3 separate regions of the Mus musculus genome follow, and regions 1 and 2 are each linked to region 3. Evidence: chromatin contacts called from public promoter capture Hi-C data. All regions are on one chromosome and are shown on one strand. The core of a region is the stretch at or near the end of the contact, and the rest is flanking DNA. Distances in the headings are between cores, read along the strand shown.

Region 1 (4,391 bases), core at 79-2,578, 1.1 Mb before region 3:
CAAATGAACCCGGGAGAGAACTATTATCAACCTCATCAGCCAATTATGTTATAAAGGTTTCTAGGTGTGGTCCAAGTCCTCTACATTTGCATGCTTTAGGACAGTATAAAAGATACTGCTCTGCATCTTCAGTAAGTGGATCCAACTTTGAAGCAGGACACAAGAGGTGTGTCCTCCCAGAAATGCACCAGTGTAAACCTGTCGCGTGTTTAAGGGACTTTATAGTCCAAATTCTAGAGTTTTATGCACCACACATCGTCAACAAGGAATACAGAGCAAAGAAGTGGCAAAGGCTAGCTTTCGCGGATAAGCATACAAGTTAACTAGCACGCAGATTCGAGTTCCAGACACCACAGCTCCAACCACCGAGCGCATACTGGTTCTCACCCGCTTCTTTTCCTCCACTTCCTGCACGCACTTCACCCTCCAGCGGTCAATCTCCTGCTCCCGTTCCGTGGCCTGCGCGGCCTCCGCCTCCCGCTCAGCCTCCCGATCCCGGGCCCTCTCACGAAGCCGCAGCCGGCGGCGCCGGACCCTCTCCAGCCTCCGTCGCGCCTCGCCCACATAGGCGGCCTGGGCCAGCGGCTGCAGCCGCTCCGCTAGCTCCGCTCGTAGTGGCGCCGCCTGAGCGTGCAGGGAGGCCCAGGCTGCTCCGTCGGCCTCAGCCTCGCGCAGGGACTGCCCCAAGCTGCGTAGCCGCCGCACCAAACGCAAAGCGGAACGCAACCGCGCGCGGACTTCACCCAGGCTGGGCCCGGCGGGTGTGCGCGGGGTCCGGAGGCCACCGGGCCGCCGGGGGTTCCCGAACACCGCCTCCAGCCACTGCCGATCACGCAGGCGCTGCAGGGCCGCGTCTCCGAGCACGTCGGGCGGCGGCGGCGCCTCCGCCCAGCGCGGGCTCCAGGGCGGCCCGGGACCTGGAGGCGGTGGCCGTGGACGCTCGACGGCGTCGGGCCCCGGGAAGGGCCGGCACTGCGGCGGCGGCGGCGGCAGCGGTGGGGGTGGCACCGGGAAGAAGGCGCCGCCACCGCCACCGCCGCGGGAGGCCTCGGCTGGCGCGCGGGGCTGCAGGGCCAGCGGAGGCTGGAGGAAGGGGGCGGAAGCCCCCGGGAAGGGGCCGGGTCGCTGGGGAAGGGGCGGCGGGAAAGCCGGAGAGGGCAGCGGCGGGGGCGGACAGCCGAATGGAGCGGAAGGCGGTGGCTGCGGAGGGGGAGGTCCCTGACGGCTCTGGGCGAAAAAAGGTGGCAGAGCCATGTCTGTAGTGCAGCGGTTGGGAGCAGTGACAGTAATCTGGGAACTTCTTTATCCGGGTTCCAGGAGGAAGTGACGTGTATAACGTGCGACCGGTGCTTGACTCACTTCCCGGAAGCGAGGCGTAGTGCAGGACCTTGGTTTGTCGTGCCAGGAAGCTTGAACCTTCCCAAACCACCAAGGATCCGTCTCCGATGTTAGGGTTTATTTCGGGCTCAGGCTCGGGCTCTCCTCCAAATCGACCTTAACACAGCAGGACAGAAAGAGAAGGCGGAGCAGCCCTGAACCCTCAGTAGAACAAGTTTTTATAGAAAAATAAAAGCTGAAAGGAAATAAAACTTGAGACATGTGATTCATGTAATTTATGTCAAATAGCCCAAAGAGTTGTTTGTGAGCTTTGAAACCTGGGGCTGAGAACATAGCAGAACAGGCCAGGACATGCCCCCCTATCTCCCGCCCTTCTGACAGTCTGTTGATGTTTAAATGAACCAATCATGTGAAACCTCGCCAATTCCTCCCCCAGCCCCATCCCTTTTCTATAAAAATCCCTAGCTTCCAAGCGTCAGAGTCGAAACCACTGTCTCCTGTGTGAGATACGTTTCGAACCGGAGCTCTGCCATTATGGCTCCACCATGTGGTCGACACCTCTGTCTCCTGAGGGAGATATATGTCGGCCCGGAGCTCCGTCATTAAACTACCTCATGCTTTTACATCAAGATGGTTGTCTGTTCGTGATTCTTGGGTGCGCTCCGAATGGAAATTGAGTGGGGGTTTCCCCACTAGGTTCTTTCAAAGCGAGGGAGGGGTTGTCCAGTCTGGCAAGCATCTAATAGAATGACTATAAGCCAATAGTTGGGTGCCCTGAATCGTGCATTTGATCACAAACAGTTTGAAAGTACATCTGAAACAATCAAACTAATCTTTGATTAACTGTTGCTAGGAAGTAGCTAGGGATTAACTCTGGCCAAGGACAAGCCATGGGGTCCTTTCTGGTATTTTGGTGCAGCTTGAGTTCTGCTTTTTTCTTTTCTTGAAGATGGAGGCTGGTCCCAAGATGGAGTAGGTTTGGCCTCTCCAATTCAGTCTTGAATTCAGAAATCCTGATGATTGTTAACGTTCTAGAGGGACTAGAGACACGGTCTGAAGCTCCGGCTAAGATCTGAAAGACAACAAAAAGTTATGAGAGGAACACAGGATGGAAGCAGCAGGTACTAGTGATTTGCAGTATGTCTGCTGGGGGTCGAAAGAATGCAGGGTGTAAAACACAGAAACACAAAGAGAAGCTAGGTGGTCTTGGAGAGATAGATGTTACAGTGTCCATATGTCATATTGATAGAACCTAGTGGGGAAACCCCCACTCAATTCCCGATTTGGTGTGCACCCAAAACCCAAAAAATCACGAATAGACCGTCTTTGATGTAAACACACAAGGTAGTTTAATGATGGGGTTCCGGACCAACATGCATCCCACACAGGAGATAACGGATGTTGGCCACAGGCTCGAAAGCTAGGGGTTTTTATGGGGTAAGGAGCTTAGGGGTGTGGAATTCAGCATAGCGACATGCTATTGGCTTATTCAAACATCAGCAGAAAAATTACATGTACGTGCAGGATGTCAGAGTTCTATGAGTTGTTGACTCAGTTCAGATAGCCCTGTTATGTCCTCACATTCCTCTTTATCTTTATGGTCAAGCTGTTCCCAGGAATGTTTTAACTATGGGGCATGCCCGGGTTTGTTTTTCTTTTTTCTCAGCCCCAGGCAGCCTCTAGGCTCACAAACAACCAGCAATTTCTGAGTACTTTATATGACATACAGGTCTTGAAATTTCATCTTTCTTTCAATATCTTTGATTTGCTTTGATCTTCTGGCTGTTCTGGAACTGGTTCCCTAGACCCAGCTGGTCTCGAACTCAAAGAGATCTGTCTGCCTCTGCCTCCCCAGTGCTGAGATTCAAGGCATGAGCCACCACTGCCTGGCTCCAGGGTGTCATGTTTTAAAAGAAAAGAAGGAAGGAAGGAAGGAAAGAAGGGAAAGGTAAGGAAGGAAGAAAGGAAGAAGGAAAGAAAGAAAGAAAGAAAGAAAGAAAGAAAGAAAGAAAGAAAGAAAACTGACTAATGGCTATAAGCCAGAATTGTAAAGGGAAATCCTTCCATCTTATTAGTTAAAAAAGTTAAACTTCTTTGGTATAAACTTAAGACTCACATTCAGCTGTAAGAAACAATACAAAGGAGCCTGCGTGTCCTTTATCCTGGTTTCCCAACTTGCAACATCTTACAAAGCTGCAGTGCATTTTCCCTTTTAGAACCACACCATTTTTATCCCTTAATCCACCTTCTGAAATCTCAGTTATCACTAATTCACATACTAAAAGAGTTGTGTGTGTGTGTGTGTGTGTGTGTGTGTTCACTAATCCAGGAGTGCACTCACAAGGAGGCTCAGAAAGCACAGTGTGCTATCAGAACTGGAGATTTATCTATCTGTGTTTTATTAGTATTATTCCTGACAGGATCCCATAAAATGAATTTATACTTCTGTTTGATCATTTTGTTCCTGGGGGAGATTAAAGTCATGTACCACCGCCACCTTGTTCACTAAATCTAGAATTTAAAAAACTACTAATTTACAGAGATCTACTTGCCTCTGCTGTGATTAAAGGCACGATCTACCATAGCCCTGCTCAAATATTTTATCTTATCTCCAAAAACACACCAGCTCTTGGATATTTAGAAATCAAAGTTTGAACTGTAGTAACTCTTTGAATTTACTTGAAATATTTTAAATCTCTTAAATGTGTTTTTAATACCAAACAACAAAAATATCTGAACTGGAAATTTCTATTTCTTTGGAGACTTAGTTGTGTCATGTAATGTTTTTCTGGAAACTCTTAAGAGAGGATGTTTTTGCTGAAGCAGAAACAAGGGAGGGTGTTTTGCTGAGAACAGACATGTGGTGTTTTGCTAGATCGGATACTTGAGAGAACACGTGGTATTTGGAAAGGGTATAAATATAACCCAACAGACAACGAATGGATAGCACTGTATGGTATTGGTTCACCCTGCCATTCTTTGTTGGTATTCATTTGTCGGGACTATATAAAAAGAACTCCTGATGGTGTTCTAGAAGGGAGACTAAAGCATTT
Region 2 (4,984 bases), core at 1,204-3,703, 1.0 Mb before region 3:
AGTTCCAGGAAAGCATCAGCTACATAGTGAAACAATGATGTAATTTACTTTTTAAATTTTATAAACTGTGTATGGGTGTTTTATCTGCATGTATATCTGTTACCACATGTGTGCCTATGAAGGCCAGAAGGTGTTAAGATCCCTAGAAGTGTAAAGATGGTGTGAGTTACCATACAGGTACTGCGAATTGCACTTAGGTTCTCTGGAAGAGCAGTCAGTTCTCTTTGGAGCAGTATCTCCAGTCACAACTTATTCAGCTTTTAATATATATATGTATATATATTATATATAACATATTTAAATGATTTTTTTTCTTTTGGGTGATAAGCTCTCACTTTATAGCACAGACTGGCTTAAATACCATGGCAACCCTCCAAAGTGTGGAGGTTATTAGCATGAGCCAACACCATACCTAACTTTTTGTTTTCTGAGACAGGTTTTCATGTCATCCAGACTAATGTGAACTCTCTATGCAGCTGATGTTGGCCTTGAGTCCCAGATCCTACCTGGATTCTTCATTTTGAACTAAGGATCTACAAAACTTTACAAATAATCTAGCTTGGCAGTGGTGGCGCACGCCTTTAGTCCCAGCACTTGGGAGGCAGAGGCCAGCCTGGTCTACAGAGTGAGTTCCAGGACAGCCAGGGCTACACAGAGAAACCCTGCCTTGAAACAAACAAACAAACAAACAAAAAGTCTGTCTGTCCGCTCTTTACTACTTACAGGACTCTATCTCTCTTTCTACCTTATAGGCCCAGGGTTGAAGTCAGGTTGTCAGACTGGGCAGCAAATACTTTTATTTGCTGAGCTATCTTTCTAACCCATTTGTCAAGTCCATTTAAAAAATATATACATCAGCTGGGCGTGGTGGCACAGGCCTTTAATCTGAATCCAAGGCCAAGACTGGTGTACAGAGTTCCAGAGACCTGGCTTGCCCCTGCCTAAAGACTGCCGGAACTAAAGTCATGTGCTATAACCTCCGGGCTGAAGCTAGAATTCTTTGACTAAATCTTATCAAGAACTCCTCCTGTCTAAAACACGTACCCTTTTTAATGCTGTTGTCAACCAAATTTAAACATGATGAATTTAATACCCCTAGTACCAAACTGTAATACCTTAAGCCCTCAACGAATGTAGGTCAAACAATACATTAAAATTATGTTTCTTTCCAGTGTTTACAAATCAAACCTCTGGAACTGGGACACCTACTTGAGGTGTGGCAATGTTTTAAGACTAAATCTTACACTTACGTGTCAATACTAAATGCTTCCGCCTATGTTACTCCATTTCATGTGTATTATAAACTGCCAATTATACAGTTAGTAGACAATGATGATTTTAGAATTAGTCAAAAAAAAAAAAAAAAGGAAAACTGCTTTTATTGATCCAAGGATCGTCATGAAAAGACATCTGTAAGTTCAGAGCCTAACAAGACCTAGCCTTACAATCTGATATGCATAGACTTGTGGGAAAGAAAAACGGGTTTCATTCCCGGAATCTCTTGGCAGGTGTGCACTCTGTCACAGGTCCTGATGAATAGAGAAGCAAAGTAAACAAGAGCCACTCCACTCTTAGAGGCTGATCCCAGCTGTCAAGCTGGGGAAGCGGGCGAATGACTGTTGCTAAATTTAAGTATTTCAGGAATTCCAGCGGTCGTTTTCGCCCCACCTCCCCGCTGCTTTCTTGGGACCCCAAGTTTCCCAAATATCTTGGGACCCCAAGTTTCCCAAATATCTGGAAGGCCAGCGAGCTGTGTTTACGTCTTGTCGTCCCCGAGACCGCACAATGTCAGTGACACCCTTGCGCTGCCGGTCCAGGCGACTAGCCCGACAACCGGGCACAGACTCCCCAAAAGTGACAGGCCCCAAGAAGGGCTGCACGGGGGACACTTTTAACGAGTGTTGCGTCGCACTCGGTTGTTCTCCCTGAGTTGAGGCGAGATGGCCTCATTCCAGCCCCCAAACTCCGAAGGCCCGAGAGCTCACAGGCCAGCGATAGCCCACCGGGTTTCCTTCCAATCCGACAGCCAGGTACTCCAGAGGCTCGTAGCGCCTCGCAGCCTTCAAGCCCTCCTCTCCCCCCGGGATCCCCACAGGTTCACTCGCCGAGAGCCCAGAGCGGGCACCGGCTCGGGACTACTTCGTTACCTCTCTGCGCGGAGGTGAGCGAAGTGGTGAGAAGCCGGGCGGCCGCAGCGCCGCAGGTACAAGCGCCGCAACTGGACATCTCCGCGGGGCCTAGGCCAGGGCTTCGCGCCCTGAGGATCGAGGGGGCTCAGCGACCCGATCGTGTCGCGCGAGTGTTCCGCTGACTGGCTCCGCTCCCTTCCGTCGGTTCTATGCTGGCGCAGCGTTTTCCCCACCAGGCAGCCAGGCCTGGACGATCCCAGCGTCCCACCGCCTTCTACTCACCGGAGTAGGCTCCTCCCCTCCTCCCCTCCCTCCCTACTCTCCCCCATTCCCCGCCCACCCCGGCCGGGGAGCGTGCGCGCGCTTGCGTCCTAGACCCAGGAGGAGGCGTGAGTTTACGCTGCGCATGCGTGGAGACTAACGTGATTCCAGAGAATGGGGCGGTAACCTGGGCACCAATGAGCGCGCTACGGCAAGCGGCGAACCCAAAATTTTGCGGTCGCCTAATTTCTCGGGAAGTCTCTTTATTCGGATGTTAAAAAGTTTTAGACCCAAAGAGACACGCGCCGTGTCGGGAGTTGACCCTACGCTTCTTAGGAGCAGGGGAAATAAAAGCGCAAAAAGGTGAGGATCTTTTTTAAGTGATCCGAAAACTAAGAATGTAATTCAGTGGTAAAGACCATAATCCCACATAATAATTATAAACAGACAGTAACTACCAGGCGCTTGCACTTCGGCAAGTTCCTTCCTTCATGGACTCTATATCCTGGCTTCCTTTATGTTCGCTGTTTCGTTTCATTTGCAGCATGGAAATGGTCTCCTAATCCCACTCCCACTCCGAGCAACAAGCTGGATAGAGCTAGCTTTCCTTGCTCTTTCAAGCTTTGTGATGATAAAGTTTTCAGTCGGGGCTAGTTGCCTGTGTGGATTTTTGTTTTGGTTTTCTGAGCGAGGGTTTGTCTGTGTAACCTTGGCTGTCCAAGAACTCCCTCTGTAGACCAGGCTGACCTCGAATTTAAGAGTACTGCCTCTAACACCATATGGGTTTTATTTGGGTTTGGTTTGGAATTTATGCCAGAGTAATTATATATATATCATCAACTCTAGCCGCCAAATTGCTAGGTGGCCTGGAACTTGTTCTGTAGCTGAAAATGGCTCTGAACATCTGATGCCTGTGCTCCCACCTCTAGATGAGACTACCGAGTTGTACCACACCCTGCTGGAACCTTTAGACAGAAACTGTGAGGAAAGAGAATTAAGCCAGGATCAACACCAGTTCACTTACATTAACCAGCGTCAATCTCCAGCCAGAAAAGTGACTTCCAGTTCCCCGGGTCTAGCTCACAGAAGGGGAATTCCAGGTGGTTCATACTACTACAGGGTTCTTTCTTAGAGAGCTGACTCGTGGTAACACCTCATGGTAAAGTTTCAGAGATGAAAGAGAATTCTTGTCTTTCTTCACTAAGACCCACTCCTTCTTCAGCTGCATCCAGGAATACAGTTGTGAGGAGAGACTCAAGTCCTCTCAGTATGTTGCTTTCCAACTGTGTTCTTAGACTCTCTCAGAAGCTCTCCCTCCATGGATGCTGTGAGCAAACCAAGAGGGCTGTCTCTGGCTTCTCCCGCCCAAAAAGAGAAGTTATGGGTTTTTTTGTTTTTGTTTTTTCGAGACAGGGTTTCTCTGTGTAGCCCTGGCTGTCCTAGAACTCACTCTGTAGACCAGGCTGGCCTCGAACTCAGAAATCCGCCTGCCTCTGCCTCCCAAGTGCTGGGATTAAAGGCGTGTTCCACCACTCCCGGCTTCACACACATTTTTTAAAAATCTTTGCTTCATGCATAGGAACATTTTGCCTGCATGAATGTGAGTGCATCACAAGTGTGCCTGTTGAATCCCCTGGACCTAGGGTTAATCATGGCTGTGAATCACCATGTGGGTGATGGGAACCTGGTACCTCTGCAAGAGCAACGTGCTCTTAAATGCTGAGTCATATCTCCAGTTCTAAAAATATTTTTTAAAAAGACAAGCAGCAAAGCCAGGTGATGGTGGTACATGCCTTTAATCCCAGCACTTGGGATTAAAGAGTCAGGTGGATTTCTGAGTTCAAGCTCAGCCTGATCTACAGCTCAAGCTTCAGGACAGCCAAGGCTGCATGGAGAAACCCTGCCTCAAAAAAAAAAAAAAATCATGTATATGGGTGTTTTGCCTACATTGTATGTGCACCATGTGCATAGAGTGTCCAAGGAGGCCAGAAGATGCTGTCAAATCCTTTGGAACTAGATAGTTGTGAGCAGCCCTGTATGTGGGTACTGGGAAAGAGCCCAGATCCTCTGAAGAGCAGCCATCTCTTCAGCACTACTACCTCCTCCTTTTGATATGAAAGTATTAACTAACACTCATCATCGTTGTAATTACTAAAAAAGTTATTCTCCTGGCTTCTGCTGAATCAGTGACCCAAACAATAGCAAAGATTGTGCCCACATATTAGGACTGAGTTGAGTCCAGAAAAAGCATATAGGTCAATAATTTATATTACTTTTTTTTTACCCACTTGTGCTAGCAGGCCCTGAATTGTCAACATTTCTACCGTATGATTACATTTTCATAAGCCCAGTGAGATAGTCCATGAATCATAGCCCTTTAGTACACTTACTGAAAAGGAAGGGCTCACTGGAAAAACCACTTAAGTCTTTAAAACAAACCAGGATTTGCCTGGTCTCATTGTGTGGGTAGAGACCTGTTGGTAGTGTTAAATTTTTGCTTTCATGGGCTGTCTCCCAGTATTTGTAGATTCTGTCAAGGTGATAATTAACATTAATCCTCATACTACACAAGCAAGAGGACTTCAGTTCAAGCC
Region 3 (4,615 bases), core at 1,816-4,315:
GTTATTTTACCACTATGTCCCAAAACCTGATACACAAGAGGTTCCCAATAGATATTTGCTGAGGAAAGGAATTTAAGATTTTCTTTAAAGATTTATTATTATATGTAAGTACATTGTAACTGTCTTCAGACGAACCATAAGAGGGTGTCAGATCTCCTTACAGATGGTTGTGAACCACCATGTGGTTGCTGGAATTTGAACTCAGGACCTTCGGAAGAACTGTCTGTGTTCTTAACCGCTGAGCCATTTCTCCAGCCCAAGAATTTCAAGCCAGGAACAGTGATACTCATTGTAGTCCTAACACTCAAGAGGCTAAAGCAGGAACCAGGAGGCCAGTTAGGGCAAAAGTCCTTCTCTATACACACAGTGGAATCCACAAAGCCCTGAGTTCAATTCCTAGTACCTCATAAACTACCTTGGGGCAAGGCAGTGCATGGACTTGTAATCCCAGCCCTCAGGAAGAGAGAGAGGATCAGAAATTTGTTATCTTCAGTTATGTGGCTGCGCCAACCCCAGACCAGCTTGGGCTACAATGAGAACCACTATCTTTAATTAGAAATAAAAATCTCCCGCTGGAAAGATGGCTGGGGTGGTTAAAACACAAATTGCTTTTGTAGAGGACTGAGTTCAGTTGCCAGCACCATACTTATATAGCTCACTAATACCTATAACTACTGCTTCAGGGGCTTTGACATCTGGCCTCAAGTGTACATATCCCCCAAGATACACACTCTTTTTGTTTGGTTGGTTGGGTTTTTTGTTTTGTTTTGTTTTTTCAAGACAGGGTTTCTCTGTATAGGTCCTAGAACTCAATATGTAGACCAAACTGGACTTGAACTCAGAAATTCACTGCCTCTGCCTCCCAAGTGCTGGGATTAAAGATGTGAGCCACCACTGCCCAGCAAGATACACATTCTTAAACCTTCAAAATTTCCTAAATTAAAACTAAAAATATGGGCTGGAGAGATGTCTCAGTGGTTAAGAGCACTGACTGCCTTCCAGAGGTCCTGAATTCAATTCCCTACAACCACATGGTGGTTCACAGCCATCTGTAATGGGATCTGATGCCCTCTTTTGGTGTGTCTGAAGACAGCGACAGTGTACTCATGTAAAAAAAAAAAATCTTAAAAAACAAAAACAGCTAAAGATATTATACTCAGGACATGTCTAAAACATCCCCAAAACTTCTAAATTTATTACTTCTTTAAATTTATGTTTGTTGTATGTATAATAAGAGTGCATTATGTGCCACCGGGGGAGGTCAAAGGACAACCTGTAATGACAATTTTGGAATTGTGGGTTTTGTTTTTTTGGGTTTTGTTTTTTTGGTTTTTCAAGACAGGGTTTCTCTGTGTAGCCCTGGCTGTCCTGGAACTCACCTCTATAGATCAGGCTGGCCTCGAACTCAGAAATCCGCCTGCCTCTACCTCCCAAGTACTGCGATTAAAGGCATGCCCAGTGGTGGTTTCTTTTTTAAAAAAAAAAAAAAGCACAGAAATGGGCTGGAGAGATGGCTTAGCAGTTAAGAGCACTGACTGCTTTTCTAGAGGTCCTGAGTTCAATTCCCAGCAACCACATGGTGGCTCACAACCATCTGTAATGGGATTCAATGCCCTCTTCTGGTGTGTCTAAGCAGCTACAGTATACTTACATACATAAAATTAATAAATCTTTTTTTTAAAAAAGCACAGAAATATTATTTCTTCATTTTAACTCCTGGTATGGGAATTGGCTGCTTCAGATTGCCCACAGCAGCTGGTATGACAGGCCTTGAGCTCTAATGCTGTAACGGCGATTCTGCTAACTGCAGATAGCTTCCTCAGGACTTTTCAGAGGGTAAAGGCCAGGATTGACTGCTTGCTGTTGGCTGTGGTTTTGTTTAGTGGTGAGCAAGAGAAGAAATAACACATCCTCAAGGTCCTCACCTTGCCTCAAACATGCCCCAAGGAACTTGACACTCCTCATCTGCAGGGTAAAGATAATGTTGCCATTTTTCCCCCTATCCTCTCGTTTTTTAGGGAGCCTAAAGGGTAGATTAAGGGTAGAGAAGGGTGGAAGAAAGAATCCACAAAGTAGCAAAGGACTCTGTGGGTAGAGTCAATTCTTTCCTTCCAGCTTTGCATGAGACCCAGGGATCACACTCAGTAAGGCTTGTTCCCCAGCACTATATCGCCTTTACTAGCTGTCCCCAATTCTAAATTTGTGACCGTAAATTTATAAAAACAAAGTACTGGCTCCTGATAATAAACCGCTACGTCTTTGAGTACCTTTAAATGTGGGAACCAAGGGTAGATTATAACTCTACCTAGGACCACTTGGCCTGGGTTCCAGGCCCAGAACAAGCACCCCAATCCTCAAAACATCTAGTTAGTACACTCAATCCCATTCTAATGGGAGTTTGAGAACAGGACTTAAAACTACAATAACCAGCAATTAACCAAAAAAGCACAGTGGGGCTTATCAGTAAACTGGTTTCTCTCAGTGTTTGTAAAGAATTAGATGTTCACAGCCCTTCCTTCTCTCCTTGACAACTGTCACACGTGTTTTAGACACTAACGAGTTAAGTCTCTTTCCCCCTCCAGGTCCTCAAACTCCCAGAGCAGTGTGCGTGACAAATTCAACATCCGATCCACAAGTCCTTCCCGGACCTGTTTCCAACCTACCGTTTTCCCTAGTTGTCAAAACAGGAGCTCCTCGCCCTAAAGGAAGTCCCACCACCCTCACTCTCGTCCCACCGTCGGCGCCAGCCCTAGGGATGTCACCTCTCCCTCGCCTCCCCTCGAGTCCGCTTCCCAGCCTCCCTCTCAGCTAGGTCCGTGCGCGCGGCTCCGGTGCAGGCCCGCCATCCTCCCGCGGCGCCTCCCACCCGCTCCGCCCGCTCCTCCTCAGCCCCGCTTCCGCCTGGCTCCTGGGTGAGACCCCATCTCCCGCGCCCCGCGCCGCCTTTGCAACGCGGGCTCCACTTCCAAAATCTGCGCTCACAGAAACCGGTCTCACCTCACCTAGACAGCGGCCGCCGCCAAGCGCGCCAACACCGCTTCTCGCGAGACTCGGCTCCGCGAGACAAGCTGAGAAATTTGGCGCCAAGGGTAGGCGAAGAGGCGTGGGAGGAGCCTAAGGGTCTGAGCCCCGCCCACCGCGCTCGGAAGCCCGCCTACCCATCCGGAATGTCTGGGACGGCAATGAGTTCTGGGCGCTTTATTAGCTCCAGAAATAGGTCTCCGGGTTTAGAACACGAACGATGGAAGCCAGGCATAATAGTGCACGCCTGGAATCCCAGCACTCGGAGGCTGAGGTAGGAGGATCGCCACAGGTTCCAGGCCAGCGTCTACGAGAAAAAAAAAAAAAAGAAAGAAAAGAAAACTGATTTGTAGAGGAGTAAAACGTAGTGTCAAACAACTTTGGCTGGAAAATTACTGCATCTTCAGAATAGCAAAATGCCACGACTATGAATTTTGTTAATTAAATAAAGATATGAGGAAAAGATTGTAGTTTGTAGTTAGGGTTAGACGTGTAGACCCAAAGAAATATGTCAAGAGCTGGAGAGAGGGCTCAGTGACTAGAGCCCTGACTGCTCTTCCAGAGGTCCTGAGTTCGATTCCCCAGCAACCACATGGTGGCTCACAATCATCTGTAATGGGATCTGATGCCTTCTTCTGGAGTGTCTGAAGACAGCTACAGTGTACTCACATACATAAAATAAATCTTTAAGAAAGAAAAAAGAAATATGTCAACAACAAAAAAAGGAGGGTTCCCTGTTTTCTTTAAAAGTATTGAATCCGGCCGGGCGAGGTGGCACACGCCTTTAATCCCAGCACTTGGGAGGCAGAGGCAGGTGGATTTCTGAGTTCGAGGCCAGCCTGATCTACAAAGTGAGTTCCAGGACAGCCAGAGCTACACAGAGAAACCCTGTCTCGAAAAATCAAAAAAAAAAAAAAAAAAAAAAAAAGTATTGGATCCAGTGTTTACCTTTAATCTTAGGCAGATCCCTGGAGTTCCAGGCCATCCAGTGCTACACAGTGAGATATTGTTTCAAAACAAACAACAAAAAGGGAGGGCAGGGTTGGGGAGATCCCTCAGAGGGTAAAGGACTCCCCCACATTGCATGATGAGCTGAGTTCAGATCTCCAATACCCAGGTTAAAAAACAGCTTGATATTACCCGGAATCCCGATTCTGAGAAGGCAAAAATCAGATTCCTCCAGCTGGCTAGCCAGCCAGCCAGGTTTAACTGATGTGTTCCAGGCACAGTGAGAGACCCTGTCTCAAAGGGGGGGGGGGGGGGCTGAGACATACAGATGGCTTAACCATTAAGAGTACATGTTGCTCATGTAGGGGACTCTAGTACACTCACATAGTGACACAGCCGTGTATGATTCCAGGGTATCTGAGGCTCTCTTCTGACCTCCAGAGAACCAAGCACTCTGTAGATTTATGTATGTATATCATGGTTTATGTATGTATGTTTATATGTGTGGATATGTATGTAAATATGAATGGTTTATTCATGTAGTTATGGGTATGTATAGATGCATATATGGTTTATTTATGTATGTAGGTTTATTTATGCATGGGTATGTATGTACACAGGCATATATGTATTACATACACAACCA

The links. Promoter capture Hi-C pulls out the DNA fragments that hold promoters and counts their contacts.
Region 1: a contact with region 3 is called in a promoter capture Hi-C map of pre-B cells, with 4 times the contacts expected there. The contact joins the promoter of Pdcd7 here to the promoter of Tipin in region 3. A contact is called at or near these places in 4 of 39 promoter capture datasets (hippocampal neurons, liver and pre-B cells), 1 of 484 Hi-C or Micro-C datasets (B cells), 1 of 115 datasets of contacts at active chromatin or transcription factors (embryonic forebrain) and 1 of 9 other capture datasets (liver).
Region 2: a promoter capture Hi-C map of erythroid cells shows a contact between it and region 3, with 25 times the contacts expected there. The contact joins the promoter of Clpx here to the promoter of Tipin in region 3. A contact is called at or near these places in 3 of 39 promoter capture datasets (the HPC-7 cell line, erythroid cells and pre-B cells), 5 of 115 datasets of contacts at active chromatin or transcription factors (bone marrow-derived macrophages, embryonic hindbrain, large pre-B cells and 2 more) and 2 of 9 other capture datasets (adipose tissue and liver).

Annotation. Positions count from the first base shown.
Region 1 is chr9:65,343,005-65,347,395 of GRCm38.p6, reverse strand. Pdcd7 (programmed cell death 7) reads right to left here and starts at 1,328. Exons shown (of 5, transcript NM_016688.2): 1 at 388-1,328. The coding sequence starts at 1,254.
Region 2 is chr9:65,291,729-65,296,712 of GRCm38.p6, reverse strand. It overlaps Clpx (caseinolytic mitochondrial matrix peptidase chaperone subunit), which reads right to left and starts at 2,453. Exons shown (of 14, transcript NM_011802.3): 1 at 2,148-2,453. The coding sequence starts at 2,226. It also overlaps the pseudogene Gm16218.
Region 3 is chr9:64,280,035-64,284,649 of GRCm38.p6, reverse strand. It overlaps Tipin (timeless interacting protein), which reads right to left and starts at 3,065. Exons shown (of 8, transcript NM_001324557.1): 1 at 3,003-3,065.